Regions from separate parts of the Sus scrofa genome. Here all the other regions are linked to region 2. Evidence: chromatin contacts called from public Hi-C and HiChIP or PLAC-seq data. All regions are on one chromosome and are shown on one strand. The core of a region is the stretch at or near the end of the contact, and the rest is flanking DNA. Distances in the headings are between cores, read along the strand shown. Region 1 holds the start of SIRT1 (sirtuin 1). Region 2 holds the start of HERC4 (probable E3 ubiquitin-protein ligase HERC4). Region 3 holds the start of PBLD (phenazine biosynthesis-like domain-containing protein). Region 4 holds the start of DNAJC12 (dnaJ homolog subfamily C member 12).

Region 1 (3,194 bases), core at 215-2,714, 180 kb before region 2:
AGTCTCAGTTTAATTTGAGGTACAAAGAGATTTGGGTTTAGATGGGACATTGGAGATACATTTTCGAAATTATAACTTTTTTTTTTAAAGGAGGAAACATCTTAGATTGCTTTCTTAAGTTCAAACAAGTAATTGGCATGGTAGAGGCAGGACCCACTTTAAGCTTAAGGGCTGATTTATTGTAAATTCAGAGAGGTCCCTTCAGTGGCTAGAAACGCCATGCTGCAGAGGCAGATGCCTACCAAACTTGGCCATACTATAACACATCCTTAGTTAAGGTAGGCTATGAAGTCACAAGAGTTCTGGAATGTCAGGAAAAGTGGAAAGTAGAAGGCCTTCAAGTAGGGCAGGACTAATATTTTAGCTCTATTTAGCCCTCACTTTATATCCAGCAATCTTATGTAACTATTTTTTTTTCCCAGCCTGACCTGCTGCATGTGGAAGTTCTGGGGCCAGGGATTGACCCAAGCCGCTGCAGTAACAACGCTAGATCCCAAGACTGTGCCACAAGAGAACCCGCTACCTTAATTCTCAGCACAACTCTACCATTGCAGAGATTAGGACAGTGGGTGTAGAAAGGCTAAATAAATGGCTCAAGGTCAATCAGAAAGACCTCAAGTTCGAAACCAAACCGATGTTTATAAGGGCCAAGTCATGCTCAGTTCAGCTCTCCTCATGAGGCCCCACTTGGCCCAATATACTCATTTTGAAGCCCAGAAAAGATAAATCACACACATTTGGAGCTAAGTTGGGGCCTGAAATCGAACAGGCTGATCCCTACCCGGCCCCCCACCGTCAAACCTCTTTCTAGGGCAGATACATGCTTTTAATGGTCTAACAATGTATATCACCCTCTGAGTAATGGAGAGAGGGAGAAAAATAAACCGGCTAAGGAGAGAAGCAAGCAGAAAATAGGAGCTGAAGAGTACCCGCCAGAACGGTTTGAGGAGGGTGAAGAGTGAGGTGTGTGTCCTTTTGCCTCTACTCATACAGGTTAACAAAACAGACCCATCACCTAGCTTATTTGGCCAGCTTCATTCCCTATCGCCTTTCAGGAACTAAGTTTTAAGCCTTAACGTTAAGTCCAGAAAAGACTAAGTGAGGAGAGCAAGGTGTGCACTTTAGGCAGAAGTGGAAATTCGCAGTGCAAACCAAAACTTGAGCTAACCGGGCAGCAGTGATTTGAGGACAGCTTGAAAGAGAAGTTTGGCTGAGAGAAGCGCCTGCAGCGGAGGGGTGGGGCCACAGCACCCTGCAGCGTTTGCTCCTGGCCCCCACCGCCTCCGCTTGCCACGTGACCCGCCGTGTTGTGGTCCGGCCCGCGTGGGTGGCGGGAGCTGCGGGTGGGCGGGGGCGAGGAGGGGCGGGTCACGTGACGGGGTTTAAATCTCCCGCAGCCGGAGCCGCGGGGGCGCCAGTGCCGCGAGTCGAGCGGGAGCAGAGGAGGTGAGGGAGGAGGGCCAGAGAGGCAGTTGAAAGATGGCGGACGAGGCGGCGCTCGCCCTTCAGCCCGGCGGCTCCCCCTCGGCGGTGGCGGCTGAGAGGGAGGCCCCGTCGCCCCCCGCCGGGGAGCCGCTCCGCAAGAAACCGCGGAGAGACGGCCCGGGCGTCGGGCGGAGCCCGGGCGAGCCTGGTGGGGCGGCCTTGGAGCGTGAGCTGCCGGCGGCGGCGGGCGGCTGCCCGGCGGCGGCGGTGCTGTGGCGGGAGACCGCTGCGGGCGGGGAGCGGGAGGCCCAGGCGGCTGCGGCGGCAGGAGAAGGAAACAATGGGCCGGGCTTACAGGGCCTATCCCGGGAGGCGCCCCCGGCCGACGACTTCTACGACGACGACGACGACGACGAGGGCGAGGAGGAGGAAGAGGCGGCGGCAGCGGCGGCTATTGGGTACCGAGGTGCGCAGGGCGCGGGCGGCCGGGACTGCGCATCCCCCCGCCTCCTCTCGGGGCCCCTCCTGATGTGGGGTGGGGGAGTCTCGGGCAGGCTGGGGGCTCGTGGCTGGCTTTGTAGCGTCCCCCTCCCAACCAGGGCCCTCAGCTGCGCGCCTCCGCGGCTGCAGGCCTGGCTGCAGGAGCGGCCCGTCGACTCTATCCCTCCCTCGCCCTCTCCCCGCCCTCCTCCCCTCAGTCCCAGGCCCGCCCCGGCGGCCTTGCGCTTTGCGCAGCCGCGGGGCTGGCGAGCCTCGCAGTGGATTTTAAAATAAGTTTCTCTTTCCTCCTACTCTTTTAGCATATTGCTTTTGTTAAGTGTTTTTTGCTTCTCCGCCCTTTCTCCCCTCGCCCCGCACAGTTAAACCTGCAACTTTTGACTGTCCCTGATAACAACCATTTGCAGTTGACTTTGCAAACTGACACCTGTGCAATTTGTTGTTGTTTTTGAGGGCCTTTATTTATAAACTTGTTTTGAAATTTAAAAGAGTAAAGCTGTTTCTAAAGTCACAACCTGCAAAATTTGAAGAGCATAGCTGTTTCTACAGGCATCACTTTGGTGCAGTTAATAGAGGGCATAGGAGAGAAATAGGTTTTAGAATACTTTGTGTGAATAGTGTTTTTTCTCTAAATCATATTCTTATAGTGGTTTTTAGATTAAGTGTCTGTGTGTGTGTATGTAGCCCCGAAATACGAGTTGACGCTTTTCTGACCTACTAAAGCAGATACAGTATATGATGGTTGTATATGTCTCGTCATCTTTGAGTGTGTCATGTTTTCTAGCTGGATAGACGTGTTTTTATTAATCTTTTATTGGTAAATACAATCTGGGCCATTTGACCTGTGTAAAGCTTACGACGTGTGCATTAGGGACTGGAGTGGAAAAACGACCCCTGTTTTCAAGGAACAGTTTAATAGTGGGAATGAATAGTGCAAATATCTTAGTGTATGTTTAGTATTATGTATTATAAATGTATTTTTACATGTACATATATGCAAGTTGCCGTAGTTATATTTGCACCACCTTTGAATAAGTTTTTTGGAGTTTTTTGGCTGCACCTGCAGCATGTCGAAGTTCCTGGGCCAGGGATCCAACACTCCCCACTGCAGCGACAACTTGAGATCTTAACCCACTCCACCACAGCGGGAACTCCTGAATTCTATTATTTGTGATCGACAAATTCCAATTAACTAGGTTATTTATTACTTTTTGTATTTTTAAGTAGACTTAATTTCTTGCTCAATTTTGATGAACTCTAACTTAGATTCT
Region 2 (3,175 bases), core at 23-2,522:
GGGGGCTGGGTCACTGATTGGTGGCGAAATCTGTAGAACTTTCCAGTACACTGACTATTTCTTCGCTTATAAAGACATGGGTAACAAAGAATTCACTTCATCTAAAACTACACAGATTTTTAGACACATCGTGTTACTAAATAACACAATTACAGGAAGTCAGCCTTATTCTTGCTGTAGTTACCCACATTCCTTACAGAGAACCTAAGTTTCAAAACCCAACTTTCCTACGCTAGGGCTAGCAAGTGCTGATGCTGTCTCATTCCATGAACCATCCATTAGGAAAACTTTAATTTCATTCTTTTGGGGCATCAGAACTCGATAGTTCCAGAGAGTTCTACACTGTCTTCTACACTGTTTTTATTTATTTTATTAGTTTTTTTTAAGACAGGAAAATAATCCCCGATTCCGGCACGAGGTTTAACCATCTCTTTCCTTTAAAAAGTCAGAGGGTATGGGAAAGGTGTCCTCTCGCCAGCAACAGGTAGGAGAATGAGAAGCAGTTTCTTCCCACCATTCCTTGAACGTGCACTCAGATCGGCTCAGGGAGACCGGGGGAGAAAAATCATCTGCACACACCCAACCTCGCGGGCCGACCAGTCATCCACGGCAGCCGCCCTCCCGCCAGCTCGCAGCAGCCCCAGAGGCCAGCGGATGAGGCTCGGCACCTCGGCGGCCCTCGGTCCCCGAGAGGCCCTTCCCCAGGGAGGTGCGACATTCCAACTCCCGGGCCAGGGGCCCCCGACGCTGCCCCAGTCCCCCACCCCCAACCCCGAGGAAACGCTGAGAAAGCACCCTGCGCCAGGCCGGCCTGTATCCGCCCAGCCCGGCCTCCCCCCTCCCTAACGCCGTCACACGCCCCCGAACCCACCGGGGCAACGACTCACCCGGCCCCTCAAGGCAAGGGAAGCCCAGGGCGACGGGGGGCGGCGCCTTCCCCGAGAGCAAGGCAGCGCGGCAGCTGAGGCAGGTCTCCAGCTCCCGGGCTCTCTTCCTTCAGCCAGTGGCGGCGAACACCAGAGCTCCTCCGGCGTCAGTGAAGCTGTTCCGCTGCTCCCCTCCCCGGCGCCTGTGAAACTTTACCGGGCTCCTCAGAGAAAAGCAGCCGCCACCGCTGTCCAGTCCAGAGACAGCCGTCGGCGACCCGGATAGAGCGGGAGGGGAAGGACAGAAGCCGAGTGGGGCGGAGAGCGTAGGGGTGGGGAGAGTTGAGGAAAAGACAGGGGAGGAGAATGGAGAAGGGGAGGTGGTAACGCGAGGGAGGGGGAGGGGTTGGCCGGAAGTGAACCTCGGAGCACGCGCGTGAGCCCACCCACTTCACGGCCCGGGCGCCTGCGCCGGAATTCTCCCAGGGCAAACCAAGCCGGACGCTTGCGCAGTATGCCGCTTTGCCTTTGCTCAAGAGGAAGTCCCCGAATACAGAAGCTGAAGTTTGCACGTCAAACCGGGTGTTTGGTGTGACTTATAAAAGCGTTTCAGCGTGCACAGGAATCTTTTAGTGAAGGAAATCTCTTCGTTTTTTGGCTAAGTTTCCTTTTCGTATATTGGTTCCAGTCTTTCTTTTTATTCCATTATCCAAGGAGAATTTGAAGTAGCATCACAGACATCACAAATACGGATACAAAGGCTGGCGAAGTCTCTTATGTCATCCCTTAGCCTCAGCTGGAGCTAATCTGGGTTGTGCCAGATGTATTCAGGGCAATGATGGAACCTTCTGGCGTTAAGGTTCCTGATAAAGTGAAGGCTGCCATAATTTTCTGCACTCACCCTGGGAGATAAACTTATAATGAAGGGCCTCCTTCATTCAGGGAAAATTAAATAACGTGTATGGCTAGAGCCCTGCCTTATAAAAGCGAAATCCAGATTTCCTAGACCAGTTAAGGAAGAAAACTTGAAACAAGGCACTCCTGAAATTTTGTTAGACTTCTAGTACCTCATCTTAGAGTGGATGTTGAGAACCTAGAAATAATTCCACAGTAAGCCATGTTTCTTTATCTCAGTGAAAATTATATTTCAGGTTGGGAAGTGTCTCTCTGCTGGAATATGTATGTGTATTAGTTTCTTGAGGCTGTCATAACAAAATACTGTAAATACCACGAATTCAGTAGCTTGAAACAATAGGAATTTATTGTCTCACACTTACGGAGGTCAGAAGTCTGAACTCAAGGTGGCAGCAGGATTGGGTCTCTCTTAGGGTCGCAGGCAGAGAATCTTGCCCATACATCTCTCCTAGCTTCTGGTGGTTGCTGACAAACCTTGGCATTCTTTGTCTTGTAGATACACCACCACTCTAATCCCTGCCTCCATGTCCACATGGTGTTCTTCCTTGTGTTTCTATGTCCCAATTTTCCTCTTATAAGGATACCAGTCATTGGATTAGGGCCCACCCTAATCCATTGTGACCTCTTTTTACCCAGATTGCATCTGCAAAGACCTTATTCCCAAATAAGGTCACATTCTTAGGTACTGGAGGCTAGGACTTTAACTCTGGAAAACCCAGTACAATGCACAACCTAATTTCTTACAGAAATAAGAGTAAAATTATAAGATACTTGAGCAAAGGAAGCATAATTTCAACATTAGGAGTGGTGGTGATGCCCATGAAACATACTGAATTCTTATTTTGATAGCTTCATTGTCCTCATAGGCCTTTTGTTGTCTTTTAACTATCATGCCTTGATGCCTCAGAATGTATCATTAAAGGGGAAGTTATGGGATTTGGGATCTTTAAGATATGTACTTGATGCTGCAACAAATGACACCAAAATATGAGCAGGAACATAATAAAACTATTTTTTGTATCTTTTTCACATTCAAAGTGGGTGTTCCTAATGATTGAAAACTGATGTTCTTAAAACTTTTGTCTGGGAGGTGCCACATATCACATCTGCACACATAATATTAGCAACAAGTACATACCTATATGCAAGGGGACTAGGAAACATAATCCCTGTCTGAGTTCCCAGGTATCACTTTAAACCGTAGAAGAGAGCATGAATTAGTGGACAGCTATCTCTGCCACACAGATGCATCTCTTTCTAGAATTATTTTATGTAGGTTTTGATAAATAATATTCTAATTTTCTAGAAAAGCAGTTAACCTTGAAATTAGATTAAGTTGTACACAAATAAGCCACAAATTTTACATTTGTCTTGTCATACTATATGAATAACTT
Region 3 (2,984 bases), core at 417-2,916, 220 kb after region 2:
GCCGAACCACGTGGCTCCCTTTCCACGCAGGTGACGCGGGGTGAGGGCGGAGCCTTACAGAATTTGCTCTCGCTGGGAAAAAGCGGACTTCTCCAAAACTCGACTCCAGGATTCTTGCAACACAAACAGGAAGGAATACTTTCGCCACTTCACATCTCCCCGCGAAAGCAGAAAGGTGGCTTTGAGAATTTGAAGGTTTTAGGGTAAGCAAGAAAAGCGGAGTTACTGACCCTCCACCTTCCCCCGACCCCAACAACCAGGCCTTCCACCAACGCGCAAGCGCACTTCTTGCCTTCCGCGCCAAGGCGGGACCGACTCTCTTGCCTCGCGAGAGCGGGGCCGGTGGGTCTTCCTCGCTCTCGCTCCACCCCCTCCTTCTCTCTCGCGCTCTCCCATCCCCCCAAGCCAGTCGCTCTGCTGCGCAGCTCCCTCAGCGGTTGCCACCGCCGGAGACGGTTGGAAGAACCGTTGTGGGAGCGCTACACGAGGCAGGCGACTTCTCCTTCTCCACGACCGGGCCCCGCAAGCAGCGGAGTCGGCGCTACTGTCGCTCGACAGGGTATCTGAAGTAAAAGGGGGTAGGTTGGGATGGTGGTTTCGAGAGTGGAGTCGGGAGAAGGACGAAAGAGAAACTGGGAGGGGGTGGGGCGGGGCGAAGTGTGGAGGTCGCCGCTCGGAGGTGGCCAGGCTGCGCCCCCCCGGGCGATCTCTCACTTCGGGGGCGGCCTGCCGGGCGGGGGGGGGACTTACTCAGGGGGGATTTAGTGGACGAAGCCGAGGCCCGAAGTGGGGCTCATCACGCATTTCCCGTCTTTTCCCTGCTGGTTTGGCTTCCGCCATTTTGGGTACGGTGGCGCGGCCACCTGGGCTTCCCGCCCTTCTCCTCTCTTTCTGCTTCTTGCCCCTTAGCTTCCGAAAACTGATTTAGGAGTCCGGGGAGGGGGGCGGTGGTTAGAGCGCCTCGGAAGGGATGTGGGTGGGGAAGGAAGCGAGCTGGGAAAGGCTGGGCACTTGGGTGGGGGGAGGCTCAGGGCCTTCGGGCGCGCTCCGGTTGGAAATGGCGCCGGATGGGCCTGGCCTCCCACCGCGGCCTCCCTTCCTCCGCAGTCTCAGCTGGGCTACCTGGGCTGGCGGGACTGCGAGTGACTTCTGACGCAGATTCCCAAGATGAGAGAGGCTGGAGCTGGGGGAGGAAAGCCAATGGCGACGAAGGCGCTCAACTCCCAAACCCGGGACAAAGGAGGCAGACGGCCTCCTTTGTAATTCCGCCGCCGGGTGGCGAAGGTTTTTAAGCCAAGCTTTGCTGCCGAACGGGAAGGGGGGGAAGGGGCGTACTCTCCCTAGCTCTCTGGTCTCTAGGGCAGCTAGATAAAACGAAAAGCCTCCGGGGAGGAATAAAGGACGCTTAGCCGGCCCTTATATTCCAGGTTTGGAGCTTCGAAAAGAGTACGTACTCATTTTCCAAAGGGTTTTTTCCACTTAAACCGTATTGGGAGACTTTATGGGTAATTGTAAGCAGAAAAGCGGGTGACTTACCGAATAGGAATGTGCAGTGGGGCTTATTTCAAGCAGGTGAACCAAGATACGACTTTCTGAACCTTTGGGCGGGGGCGGGATGGTTTAGCAATGGTTTTGTGTAGTTTGGCGAATACTGTGTTAGAATTTAAGTAGGTGGTTTACTTTTGGGAAACAGTTGTTAAAAAACAACCAGTGATGGAAAAAATGTGTGTATAGGAATTGCGTTATCGGCTTTCACCAATCTCCAAGATTTTTATTTTGTGCAAAGATTGTTTTGGCATTAAGGCTGTGGAAATAAAATACTTCAAAATACAGTTAGGGTTTATTTTCTTTCGGTAGCTAAGCGAATTTTCTATTTGGCTTAGGACTATAGTAACATTTTGGCGAAGAAAATAACCCTACTCAACAGAAAAACAAACTGCAAGCCCAGTCATGTGGTGCTGTGATTTTTTTTTTTTTTTTTTCGGTCCTTAGAACATTGGAGAACTGGGTCTGTAATTTTCACTGAAAACTGTGCAAAGTAAAGGACAGGCAAGGCATGAGACTTCCAATAATGCATATGAATCTTTACAAGTGTGTTTATTTTTTCATCTTTAAAAATGAAAAAGATCTTCATGATGTTGAAGATGTTCTGTGTTTCTATGCACTTGTAAAGACATATAGCCCAGTTTCTTATAAAGTCTTGTGTGGTGTAACAGCTTCCCTGATTGGATTACCCTAGAAACCTTTTTTCCTGCCCTTCATCTGCATCATGATTTGGAAATGCATCTAAATTGCTTTTTATATTTTAAACAACTGTGTAGTTTTGGTATTCTTACTTTGTTAAACAAGTGATTGAACTGCAGTGGGTGGTAACTTTGTTCTAGAAAAGAAATCCGTTTAGACACCTCACCTCCAAGTAGTAGTGTGTGAGTCTATTTTTATTTAAAATTGAGCAAGCACAATGAAAAGGGAATGATTTCCATTTTATTTAAGCATTTCATCACCACTTCTGACCAAAATTTTGAAGTTACCTCTCATTTTTTAATTTTCTGGCCAAACCTGTGCCACAGCTGTGACACCACAGGATCCTTCTTAACCTGCTGACCAAGGAACTTTTTTAGAAGCATGGTTTAGGGTTGTTTATTAATGTATCAAACCCTTTATGTTATAAAGGAATTTTATCTCATTTGGCTTCTAAGATGTTTTTTCTTAACAGCTTTGAGATACAGTTCACAGATCGTTAACTTCATCCATTTAAAATCATACAGTAGTGGTCTTCTGTGACTGGTTTCTTTCACTTAGCCTAATGTTTAGGAAATTACATTAAAAATTTCATACAGAACTGACAAACTGTGTATTTCAGCTGCTGGTGTTTTGATTGATGCTAACACTAGAAATTTTTAAAGCAGAATTGCTGTGACACTTGTAAAGAAAGGTTGAGAAGGATTATCCTGAATAATTGGTAAACACTTTTTTTAGGTAGT
Region 4 (3,200 bases), core at 266-2,765, 220 kb before region 2:
TCCGATCCCACGTGGCTGTGGCACAGGCGGCAGCTACAGCTCTGATTAGACCCCTAGCTTGGGAACCTCCATATGCCACAAGTGAGGCCCTAGAAAAGACAATAAATAATTTTTTTAAAAAGAAATATAAATATATATATATATATATATACACACATATATTTCTTGCGTGTGTGACATACACCGCCACTCCCCGCAACATCGGATTCTTTAACCCACTAAGTGAGGCCAGGGATTCAACCCTCATCCTCTTGGATGCTAGTTGGGTTTGTCTCTGCTGAGCCACAGGGAGAATTCCCGGTATGCATTTTAAAAGAGCAAGTATAATTTGTTTAACACATGCTGGTTGAGAAAAACTGTAAAAAATACATAGTACAAAATATACCATAGAAATTGGAGTTCCCGTCAGGGCACAGTGGAAACGAATCCGACTAGGAACCATGAGGTTGCCGGTTAGATCCCTGGCCTCATTCAGTGGGTTAAGGATCCTGCATTGGCGCTGTGAGCTGTGGTGTAGGTCGCAGACTAGACTTGGATCCCACATTGCTGTGGCTCTGGCATAGGCCAGCAGCAACAGCTCCGATTAGACTCCTAGCCTGGGGACCTCCATATGATGCGGGTGCAGCCCTCAAAAGACAAAAGACAAAATATATATATATAATATATATATTATAATGTATATATTATATATTTTTATATATATACACACCATAGAAATCACATTGAACTTTTCAATGTAGTTAAAGTTCTTTGCACCTCAAAACACAGCGAGTCAGAGGTGCAACTCAGGACCAATGGGACCAGAAAGACCAGAGGCCATGCCCAGGACTACAACTCCCACAAGGCACCGGCGGAAAAAGCTTGAAAGGAGCCACAGGGTACAGCCCACCTACTTCTGGCCTCCGGAAACATGCCTCCGGAAGTGCTTTTTTTTTTTTTTTTTTTAATGTCAAATGTCCTAGGCTTTAAAGCGGGATGAAAAAAAAAAAAAAAAAAATACAACTTACCTCAAAAGTAAAGGAGAAATCTGGAAGGTAAGAGTTTACAAGCCCCAGAAGCTCGGAGCGAGCACAGAAATTAGGCAGCCCATAAGTGGGCTCCGCGCGGCTCTTCTGCTTCTCTTTTTTCTTTCCAGTCTGGCACTAAGTTCTGTCATGCAAAACAAAATTGGCACCTTTTCCTTGCCTGCAACACAGGCGCCAGCTCCCCGCACAGACTGGGATCTTGGACAGCAGCGCTTGGACAGCGCTCCGATAAAAAGGCCCTGATTCCGATTTAGGTCCTACCTCTCAACGTGCGCCACAGCGGGAACTCCTTTCTTTCTTTCTTTCTCTCTTTTTTTTTGAAAACAGCATTCTGAGACAAGAACAAGATTTTTTAAGTCTGTTAGGTCGGACATAAGTAGACTATGTAAATGATTTGTTAAAGGCTATTAAAACATTGCTTTGAAGTTTTAATCAAGTGCAATGGCATGCTAATAATCCCCTTGTTAATGTGTGGGGATATGGATGGGTGATAGGGGTATGAGTACTCTATGCTCAATTTGGCTGTGAACTTAAAACTCTAAAAAAGTGTATTAGTTTTTGGAGTTCCCCTCATGTCTCAGCGGAAACCAATTCGACTAAGAACCATGAGGTTGCTGGCTTGATCCATGACCTCCCTCAGTGGGTTAAGGATTTGGTGTTGCTGTTAGCTGTGGTGTAGGTTGCAGATGTAGCTTGGATCCTGCATTGTTGTGGCTGTGGTGTAGGCCATCAGCCGTGGCACTGATTTAACCCACAGCCTGGGATATTTCCATATGCCACGTGTACGGCCCTAATAAAAAAGCAAAAAAAAAAAAAAAATTCATTTTTAATGATCATAGAAAAGTAGTTAATATGCCACTTGTTAGTAAGGAAGAGGTCACAGATAATAGTTTGGGCTGTTACTATAACAGATTTCTTTTAAACTGAACTAAATTCCTCAAACAATCACTTGATTATATTTGGGAAACAAACACTTAAATACCTCCCTGACATTTCAGCTTTTTTCCTCTCTTCTCAAAGAGAATTGCAGTGGAGTAAGTATAGTGGTAACATAGTAGTCAGATCAGATATGATGGTAGTTTTAGGAAAATAGTGACTTAAGGGCATGACATGGGCCCAATAATTCATAAATTCTGGCAGTAAAATCAGATTCTCTGATCCTATTGAGTCCTGATTCCCAGAACCTCCTAGTTCTGGGATCTAGACCAGAGATCTTCTAGTCTGGCTCTACACTAAAATTGCTTGGTGGAGTTCCCGTTGTGGCACAGCAGAAACGAATCCAACTAGTAACCAGGAGGTTGCGGGTTTGATCCCTGGCCCCACTCAGTGGGTTAAGGATCTAGTGTTTCCATGAGCTGTGGTGTAGGTCGCATACATGGCTCAGATCCCACATTGCTGTGGCTGTGGCATAGGCTGGCAGCTACAGCTCTGATTTGACCCCTAGCCTGGAAACCTCCATATGCCACAGATGCGCCCTAAAAAGCATCAACAACAACAACAACAAAAATCATTTGGTGAAGAGTTCTCTTGTGGCTCAGCAGATTGAGGATCTGGTGTTGTCACTGCTGTGGCTTGGGTTCAGTTCCTGGCCCAGGAGCTTCTGTGTGCTGCTGGTGTGGTTAAAAAAAAAAAAAAATCACTTGGTGATTATATGTATGTACATAAACACACACAGCAGTACCAGGACCCTCCTGTAGATTAATTAAAATGGAGTCTCTGAGGGGGAAGGGTGGGTTTGTTTTTTTTTTTTTTTTTTTAAGCTTCTCCCAGTGATTACAGTGTGCATCAAGGTATGACATAGACCAAGGATATTAATCTGATACTCAGGAAATATGAATAGAATAAAATCAAGAAACTTTTAATGAATGCTTTCCCTATCCTAGACCCCATTCATCCTCTTTAGTAAATTCAGATAATCCATTTGATTCAAGTGGTAAATTCGCAGATACATATAATCTTTTTTTTCTTTCTTTGTCTTTTTAGGGCCGCACCCTCGGCATATGGGGGTTCCCAGGCTACGGGCCCGATCGGAGCTGTAGCCACTGGCCTACACCACAGCCACAGCAACGCCAGATCCCAGCCACATCTGTGACCTACACCACAGCTCATGCCAATGTCAGATCCTTAACCCATTGAGCAAGGGCAGGGATCGAACCTGCATCCTCATGGATACTA

What was found. A called contact is a pair of places that touch in the nucleus more often than the background predicts. HiChIP or PLAC-seq counts read pairs in DNA pulled down with a chosen protein or histone mark.
Region 1: a contact with region 2 is called in an H3K27ac HiChIP or PLAC-seq map of skeletal muscle. The contact joins the promoter of SIRT1 here to the promoter of HERC4 in region 2. A contact is called at or near these places in 1 of 5 promoter capture datasets (liver), 1 of 47 Hi-C or Micro-C datasets (heart right ventricle) and 2 of 2 datasets of contacts at active chromatin or transcription factors (alveolar macrophages and skeletal muscle).
Region 3: a contact with region 2 is called in an H3K27ac HiChIP or PLAC-seq map of alveolar macrophages. The contact joins the promoter of PBLD here to the promoter of HERC4 in region 2. A contact is called at or near these places in 2 of 47 Hi-C or Micro-C datasets (embryonic fibroblasts and liver) and 2 of 2 datasets of contacts at active chromatin or transcription factors (alveolar macrophages and skeletal muscle).
Region 4: a contact with region 2 is called in a Hi-C map of epiblast stem cells, with 1.8 times the contacts expected there. The contact joins the promoter of DNAJC12 here to the promoter of HERC4 in region 2. A contact is called at or near these places in 5 of 47 Hi-C or Micro-C datasets (embryonic fibroblasts, epiblast stem cells, fetal skeletal muscle and 2 more) and 2 of 2 datasets of contacts at active chromatin or transcription factors (alveolar macrophages and skeletal muscle).

What each region holds. Positions count from the first base shown.
Region 1 is chr14:71,089,703-71,092,896 of Sscrofa11.1, forward strand. SIRT1 (sirtuin 1) reads left to right here and starts at 1,465. Exons shown (of 9, transcript NM_001145750.2): 1 at 1,465-1,891. The coding sequence starts at 1,480.
Region 2 is chr14:71,268,245-71,271,419 of Sscrofa11.1, forward strand. HERC4 (probable E3 ubiquitin-protein ligase HERC4) reads right to left here and starts at 1,273. Exons shown (of 23, transcript XR_002338528.1): 1 at 888-1,273.
Region 3 is chr14:71,485,876-71,488,859 of Sscrofa11.1, forward strand. It overlaps PBLD (phenazine biosynthesis-like domain-containing protein), which reads right to left and starts at 1,667. Exons shown (of 10, transcript XM_021073523.1): 1 at 1,537-1,667. It overlaps HNRNPH3 (heterogeneous nuclear ribonucleoprotein H3 (2H9)), which reads left to right and starts at 420. Exons shown (of 10, transcript NM_001243555.1): 1 at 420-578.
Region 4 is chr14:71,048,882-71,052,081 of Sscrofa11.1, forward strand. DNAJC12 (dnaJ homolog subfamily C member 12) reads right to left here and starts at 1,516. Exons shown (of 6, transcript XM_021072941.1): 1 at 1,008-1,516. It also overlaps the pseudogene LOC100152383.